2 separate regions of the Mus musculus genome follow, and region 2 is linked to region 1. A link is a contact called in public HiChIP or PLAC-seq data. All regions are on one chromosome and are shown on one strand. Each heading gives the region's core, a stretch centred on a gene start, on an enhancer-like site or on the middle of the called end of the contact. The rest is flanking DNA. Distances are from core to core; before and after follow the strand shown.

The links. HiChIP or PLAC-seq counts read pairs in DNA pulled down with a chosen protein or histone mark.
Region 2: an H3K27ac HiChIP or PLAC-seq map of double positive thymocytes shows a contact between it and region 1, with 2.3 times the contacts expected there. The contact joins the promoter of Rsph1 here to the enhancer-like site in region 1. A contact is called at or near these places in 1 of 39 promoter capture datasets (pre-B cells), 3 of 115 datasets of contacts at active chromatin or transcription factors (double positive thymocytes, embryonic stem cells and trophoblast stem cells) and 1 of 9 other capture datasets (adipose tissue).

Annotation. Positions count from the first base shown.
Region 1 is chr17:31,071,223-31,075,230 of GRCm38.p6, reverse strand. All of the region lies in intron 2 of Abcg1 (ATP binding cassette subfamily G member 1), which reads right to left. Among named protein-coding and RNA genes, the nearest start is that of Abcg1, 16 kb to the right of the region's middle. Within about 2 kb of position 1,755, at least 242 of the 459 cell types and tissues checked have an H3K27ac peak or open chromatin away from gene starts, as enhancers often do. A contact at or near this core is called in adipose tissue, double positive thymocytes, embryonic stem cells and 1 more, where this site is marked.
Region 2 is chr17:31,276,026-31,279,742 of GRCm38.p6, reverse strand. It overlaps Rsph1 (radial spoke head 1 homolog (Chlamydomonas)), which reads left to right and starts at 2,447. Exons shown (of 9, transcript NM_025290.4): 1 at 2,447-2,541. The coding sequence starts at 2,488.

The DNA of each region.
Region 1 (4,008 bases), core at 506-3,005:
TCGGAAAGGACAAACAGAGTTCCAGAGAGCCCCCAAGTCCACCTTTGGGGTGCTGACATGAGGCTCAAGTTTAAGTAGAGGGAAGGGTATCTATTAACTAAGTAGTCACAGTCAAATGTCTGCCCATCAAGACCCTTTATTGTCTGGGCTCTGGGCTCCTCTGCAAGGAGGTCTAACAAGTTGTCAGAGCCTGTGACCTCCAGTCCTGGGGGACAAGTTCCTCCTTGGCTTTTTCCTTCTCCCAGGCTGAGATTCCTGGGGAAATTCCAATGTCTTGCAGACTATTATTAAAGTCAGATGGCCAGTACTAGTCTCTCCAGGAAGCTCCTCAGACTACTCAGAATCCTGTGTAGCTCGAGGCTCCAAGCACCAACATCTCCATCCGGCCCTCACAAGATGGAGCTGAGGACACTTCCACAAAAGGGACCGGTGGTAATCACAAATGCACACTTCCTTCTTTTGACAGAGGTTTCTGCCCACTGCCCCCACAAACCCCCCAGGAAACAGAAGAGGTTTCTTAGTGTCAGGTGTCACTGTTACTTCCCACCACCCATCTCTAGCTTGCTTCTATCGTCTCTCTTGCAAAAAAGTGTTAACTCTACAATCACAAAATGAGGTGGAGAATCAAGCAGGAATAAAAAGAAAACAAAACAAACAAACAAACAAAAAAAAAAAACCCTGCAAGCCAGAGAAGTTACCAGCCCCAAGGGGTCTCCTTGCATTGGGCAGGAGCCCCAAAGGTTGAGCAGACCATATGTATGATAGTGCTTAGCACTTCACAGAGTGCCTAAATTAAGCTCAAAGGAGTCATCAGGCCAGCGTCTCAAGAAGGCCCTGGTCCCCAGGGAGGGCATGACAGGACACCTCCTGTTCCGTCCTGTCCTGGGCCTTCCAGTTACCTAAATGAGAGAAAACGAGCTTTTCTTACATCTGTGAGCTCACAGACTTAGCCAGAGATGCTACAAAATGCTCTCCTGGAGTTCAGCTATTATTGTGCAATCTCAGCGGTCCCCAGGATGAAGTGACTCAGTTGGGGCAGGAAAGCCCTCCGGATTCCAGCTGGCTTAGTGGATCCACAGACCCAGTCTTAAAGGAAAAATTCCAGGGTTTGGGAACCCGGCCTGGTCTTTTTCTAGAACTGGTCATAGAGAGAAGGTCTGCCTCTTATGTCTTCCGAAGATCTGAACAGGAAGCAAATAAGATCATTTCCAAGGAGTCACAGACCAGCAGTGTTTCTTGGAAAAGGGTGTGACCTAGGGCTATGAGCTCTTTGACTTTAAACAGCAGTATAGAAGCACCACCCACCCACCCACCCGCACTCGATTAGCACACACACACACAAACACACAAGTCCTATCAAAACTTCAAGGTCATAGCTAGCACACGGAGAAGGCTTCGGCATTCTGGTATCTGCTATGTTACTCCCACTCAGCCACATTCCTCAATTAAGCTTAAATAGGAAACAACCATGTGCATCAATATATTCATCCAGTAATATGTCCTGCTTCATCTGCTTCAGAGTCTTCCTGTTGGAGAAGCTCTCAATTCTGGGTGCCTTTTGGACCTGGAGCGGAGAATGTGACCCGGGGCTTTGCTCTTTATAGGAAGGTGCAGCATCGGGACCTCTTGAGCCCCCTAGAGCAGCAACATCCTCTTAGCAACAGTGCCCGGCGCGCGCGGCCAATCGCGCAGCTCCCCGCTGCCGCCAGCTGGAGGTTACTAGCGAGCATTGACCGATAGTAACCCCGGCGCGGGCGGCAGTGACAGACAGGTACACATTGCGCCTGCGCAACGGCGCACACCTGCCCCGCCCGCACCTGCACACTGGAGGAGGCCGCTCCTTGCTGCATCCCCTTCCAGTCACTGAGAATTCCTAAGAACTCCTGCAGGCAGCCTCTACCGAGCCAGCAGCCAGGGTTACTTGTGAGCAATGGAGCCGGTGTGTCCCAGCAGCCTGTAGGATGCTCACAGAACCACAGAAGGAGGGGAGGGATGCTCTAATTAATAAAAACCCGTTATGGGGCTGTAACTTGGCCAGAGCCTTCAATACCAGGCCATGTAGATGACAGTTGGCTGGAATGAACTATTCTCTCATTCATATTTATGTGTTCTCTGTGTGTGTGTGTGTGTGTGTGTGTGTGTTACTCCATCTTGGAGAATGAGCATAGGTCTTAATGTGCCCAGCAGGCAGTACACAGTTCTGGACTCCAGGTAGAGGTCAAACCTGCCTCCCTCCCCACCTCCACTGACAGTAGGCAAAAAGGTCTTTGTGTGGTACCCACAGTGTCTGTCTCCTGAGCAAGAACTTAACACCGCCCGCCCGCTGGTCTAGGCCTCCTGAAACATTTGGAGGCAGAGAATTGAAGCCCTGGGGTAATGAGACAATGTGGGAAAGGAAACAGCAAACATTAGCTATTTGTAATTGAAAATAAGCATGACTCCCTCCAAAGTGGGAGAAGAGGCATAAGACTGAGACCTCCCACAATCCATGCTGGGATGCCTGGCCCAGGGGCTTCTAGGCCAAGCCACCAGTTGCCACATGACAGATACAGAGCAGAAGATTCATGCTGCTTCTCGACTGGACTCTACCCTTACCAGTAGCAGAGAACCTTCTGGAAGGTACGCCTGCCTCTGCCCTGTGACCCACAAGTGTCACCGTGTCATGCAATCTCCAAGCAAACCTGGGCCCTCATCTCTCTAGCAGCCCAGTCACCTATAAAGGCTGCTCACCCTGATAAACTGGATTGCTGTTTGTCCCTGGTCAGTCTCTTATTCTGTGCGGTTCGTGGGCCCACTTCGAGACTAAGATCGCTTGTTCCACAGAGTTCCAGAAGCAGGAGCTGGACCAACTCAGGAAACTTATCCAAACACTGATTTTCTTAGCTCAGAGGCATTTTCTAAGAACGGATCTTGTGTGTGTGTGAGCACACTCGTGCTGTCCTGGGAGTCTCGGTTCCTAGTGACTGTGGTAATCAAACAGACTGACTTGTGGGAAGGGATAGTGCAGATGGTTGGCCCCCAACATGTGGGAGTTCAGACTAGGGCAAGCCCAAGGCTCCTGTTGGCGCCGAGATCTAGATTCTAAATATAGGTCTCAGCTGGACCTAATCACAGCCTTGATAGGCCTCCTGGCATATCTGACTTTTCACACTGAATGCCATTTGTCCCACTGCACAGAGAGGTATCTAACAACATACAGCTGGCTCAGAGGATAGTGAAACTATGGCGTTGGGTCATGTGGAACCAGCAGCCCCATCAGCCAGCCTTGGAAAAGCCCTTTTACACATTTTATCACAGGAGCAAAGCGCCGGCATCAGACATATTGGATTTGAAGGTAGCATTTCCTAGGCACAACAGGGACTTTTTTTTTTCAGCATTTGTCTCATAAAGAATGTTCCTTGTGACCATCACCTCGACCATATGTGGTGTAGTCTTAACTATTTAATCTGGCCCTTGCGGTTACCTCTTTTCCTTAAAAGAAGCCAATCTGTTGCTGCCAGAACTCAATGGGAGCAGGTGTACGGTTACTAACCACTATTTTCCTGCCAGTCTACAAACAAAAGGAACGGTTTTATGTTCAGCAAACTGTCAGCTGTCGTTATTCCTTGAAGCAGGAGAGTGGGCTTTGGTTTAAAAGGCCTTTCGTCTCAGAAGGTGGAGGTTTCTGGAAGCAAGCCCACTGCTGAGGTGCTAAACGCAAGCAGGCAGGCACCCAGGACACGGGGCAAGCATGGCAAGAATGTCCTTAGGAAATTAAACAGTGACAAGGACACCCGATGGGCAGCGGAGTACAGGCCCGCAAAGCCATCCTGCAGAGGCCAGATGGCTCAAGAACGGGGGGAACTTTGGGAAAGTGACAAGGTCACATAGCCAGATAAAGAAACTGCCAGACAGAGTGTTCAGAAAAACAAGAACCCAGGGGCAGTGGCATCAGGACATCTATCCTATGTCCAGATGTGCCAGCCTGGACCACATAGTGCATTGGAAACTCATGTCTCTGACTCCAGA
Region 2 (3,717 bases), core at 1,198-3,697, 200 kb before region 1:
GGCCTCACCTCAGCACCACTGGCATGGTTTGGAAGGGTTTCCCAAGGGCTCATATGCTAGGTCACTGACCTGTGGCACGAGTAGGGAATGAAGGAAGTCAGATCACTGGGACACGCTCTAAAAGGGGCTCCTGAGTCACTCATTCCCACGGTGACATGGTATGCAGAGGTGACAGATGTGACAGAGGTGACTGGATTTGAGGGTTTGAGTTTCTCCAGGACATTCTGTGCTGCGTGAGGACAGACCACACACTGGAACCCTGGTGCTAGAGCAGAGACTCTCAGGATAACGACTCATCTTTCAGTTCTAATGACATGGACCCATGGCTGTATCTACATACGCAGATTTCCTTGTCCTTTTTTGGAGATGGAAACTCTGTCGTGGGGGCAGATGCAGAGAAATTGAGAATTTTTCTCTCTCCACAGTTCAGGATAAGAATATTTAATTCATTTCCCCATGTCTCTGTATATACACTATGTTTTTGCTCTTAATGCAAGTAAGTATTCTGACCCAGAGGCAGACCTCATGACCAGGGTTCTCATCATGCTGACAGAAGTCTCAAAGTGGTAGAGCCAGTTACCCAGGACTAAAACCTCCATAACCATTAGCTAAGCTGTGGCCTTGTGTGATTTGCTCAGTGGTGGAAAAGCCGCTGGCATCTACCAACAGCACCTGGCATTCTGTAGGAGACATTTAAACCCCAGCTGCTGTGGGATGTAACAGGTCAAACTTACAGGGATGTTGGTCAGAGGGCACACTAGCTCATGTATAAAACCTAGTGAGGACAGTTTGGTTACCTACCATACATCACAGTGACAGTTTTACCTTGCCTTCCTGTTGCTATGGTAAAATAGCATGGACCAAAGCAACTCAGGGGCAGGGATGGCTTATTTGGCTTACGGGCTGAAGACCTAAGAGGAGCACTACCTACTGGCTCATGCCCTCTGGCTTGCTTACACATCCTAGAGATGGTGCCGCCCACAGTGGGCTGGGTTCTCCTCCACCAATGAGCAATACCCACCACAGACATTCTCACAGACCAGGACACAATTCCTCGATTGAGATCCCTTCTTCCCGAGTGTGTTGGGTTGACAACCAAAATTGTCACAGTGACAAGGACAGTTCACATGAAGTGTGAAGAGCAGATTCTAAAGGTTGCACCCAGGAGTGATTACAGTGGTCGTGTGGCTGTGGCTGTGGCTGTGGCTGTGGCTGTGGCTGTGGAAATCGGCACCTGGTATGTGTGTGTGTGTGTGTGTGTGTGTGTGTGTGTGTGTGAATTGGAACACTGCATACACATCAAGGCACATTAGCATTTTAAATTGTCTGTCCCAAGTTATGTTTTACGTTTTATTACACGGGGAGACAGCTCTTTAGCCAATCTTTGGGGAGGAAAAAAAAGTGTATTGGTGTGCTTTCAAGTGTGGGCAAGCAGGTATTCCAGGGAGCTGGTGGGCTAGAGCAGGCAGAAGCCAGAAGTAGGAACTAGAGGATTGGGCGGTTTGGTTTGTTTGCAATGTAGCTAGTGCAGGGAGGGGGGATCTTGAGGACATAGAGGGAGCCTGTGTGTGCTTGGGTTTCTGCACAGAGGAAAACTGTGAGACGGGTAGGAGGCCAGATACCGGGACAGAAAGTCTAGCTTAGCAGGAAGGTCTGAGCCTGGGATGACAGTATAGGGGTGGGAGGGGACCCAGAGGGGCCTTGCAGGGTAGAATGTGGCACTGGAGGGACCTATCTGTAAGAGACAGTCAGTGTGAATAAGTGGGTCTGAGTGGGTCTGTATGCGTGGCATGACAGGCTGGGCCTTTGAGAGGAAGCCCACAGGCACCAGAAGACAGAGCAGAATGAATGTGGGTTCTTTGCGAGAGAAAGCTCAAAAGTAACCTGAATTGGTTTGAGATGTTAAACCCTGACCCGGGTCAGTGAGCATGAGTTTGAGTGGTCAGAATTCATCGCTCCAGTGTATACGTGTTGACAGGAAACAGAAAAGACTCAAGAGTACACTCATCTAGAGACCACAAACATCTCAGTGTAGATGAGCCTGGGAGGGTCCTTGCATCCACGGGGGACCCAAGGGATTGAAAGGCAAGGCCTAGATTTGAGATACATCTCTCATCCTAATGGCGGGTCTGCTTTTTCAGGTGGTTCCTTGTAGAGCCCACAAACTAGACTACTAAGGACATTCCCCAGGCCAGTGACACTGCCCATGTTAGGAGGCCAGGTCTGCGTGGGTACCAAGTCTGCCAAGGCCCCGCCCACCCCCTCGTCCTGGGCGGCGATTGGCAGAAATGCCCTTCCAGTTGCTAGGACACTATTCCAGCTCTTGGCTCCTCCCACGCTTCTTTTGCAGCCGTTTTCCGCCACTCTTTCAGGCGGAGAGCCAAGTGGGGCGGGCAGTGTCTCCATGACGACGCGGGACGCGCGTGGGGGTGGCTGGTAACTGCTTGATAGAGACGTTGCTCCTGAGATCCTGTCTGAAACCAGATCATGTCGGACCTGGGCTCTGAGGAGTTAGAGGAGGAGGGAGAGAACGACCTTGGGGTGAGAGCTCTTGACCAGGGAGGGACTTCTGGAGTACGTCGCAGCTCCGGAGCGGGAGGCGTGGGGACCGAAGGGCCGAAAGGCCGGGGACAGAACCACGCCGGCCACACTGGCGGCGCTGAGTCCAGGAAGTCGCTTGAAAGGTGAAACGCCGTGACGTCTAGTTTCCACCCTCCTTCCCCGCTCCCATCCCGCCTCCCATTAAAGGCGAAGATTTCTAGGCAGAGGGTATGAGTTAAAGGGATAGAGAAGGTTGCCTCCTGACAACTCACCACTGTGCTGAGGTGGCCCGGGCTCTCAAGGTTTCACCATGTAGGTCTTGAATCAGTGTCTCTGAACCATCCCAAGTCATCGGGATCACTTCCCTAGTGTAGACAACAGAGGGAAGGCAAAGGACCCATAGCCAGGATGTGCTCTCATGGTGAGTGCATTGTGGGCCGGCTGTTTATCCTTAAATCCGAGAATGACCACGCCCTGGCTGACAAAGTGGGGACTAGGCCTGCTGTGTGTGAGCAAACGGGAGTTTGAGCATCAACTGAAGAGCCCAGCCCTATGCTCTGTAATGCAGTGTTGGTACCTGCTCAGACCTCTTTGCAGGCTTCCCTACTTAACTTCTTCATCCATGAGCAGGAGCAGCTTGGTCAGTGGGAAGATGCAGGAGTGCTTTGGAGTCCCTTGCTCCCAACACCAAGGAGCTAGTGCAAAAAAACAGGACTCTCTCAAGTGTGAAATCTAGACCTCATGGTCTCCGTGCTGGAGGCTGGTATTGCACCTGAAGTTTGCAACATGCGCCCTGGCTTAGCTGCCTCCTTTCCAATCTGACAGACCTGGTTTCTTAGGGTTCTCCTTCCATGGGGAAGATGGCTCTGTCAAGTAAAGTGCTTGCTGAGCCACATGGACCTGAGTTCAGATACCACTATCATGTAAAGAGCTAGCACAGGAGGATCCCTGGAGCTGGCTGGCCAGCCTACCTGAACGGGGGGGGGGGGGGGGGTGTCCAGCTTTCAGTGAGAGACCGGTTTCAAAATATAAGGTGGAGAGATTCGAGGAAGACATTGCATGTCAATCTCTGGTTTCTAGAGATGAGCATGAACGTTCACATGAGCAAACACCTACATGGTCATGGATATACCCACCTTACTGCACATCACACACACACACACACACACACACCAC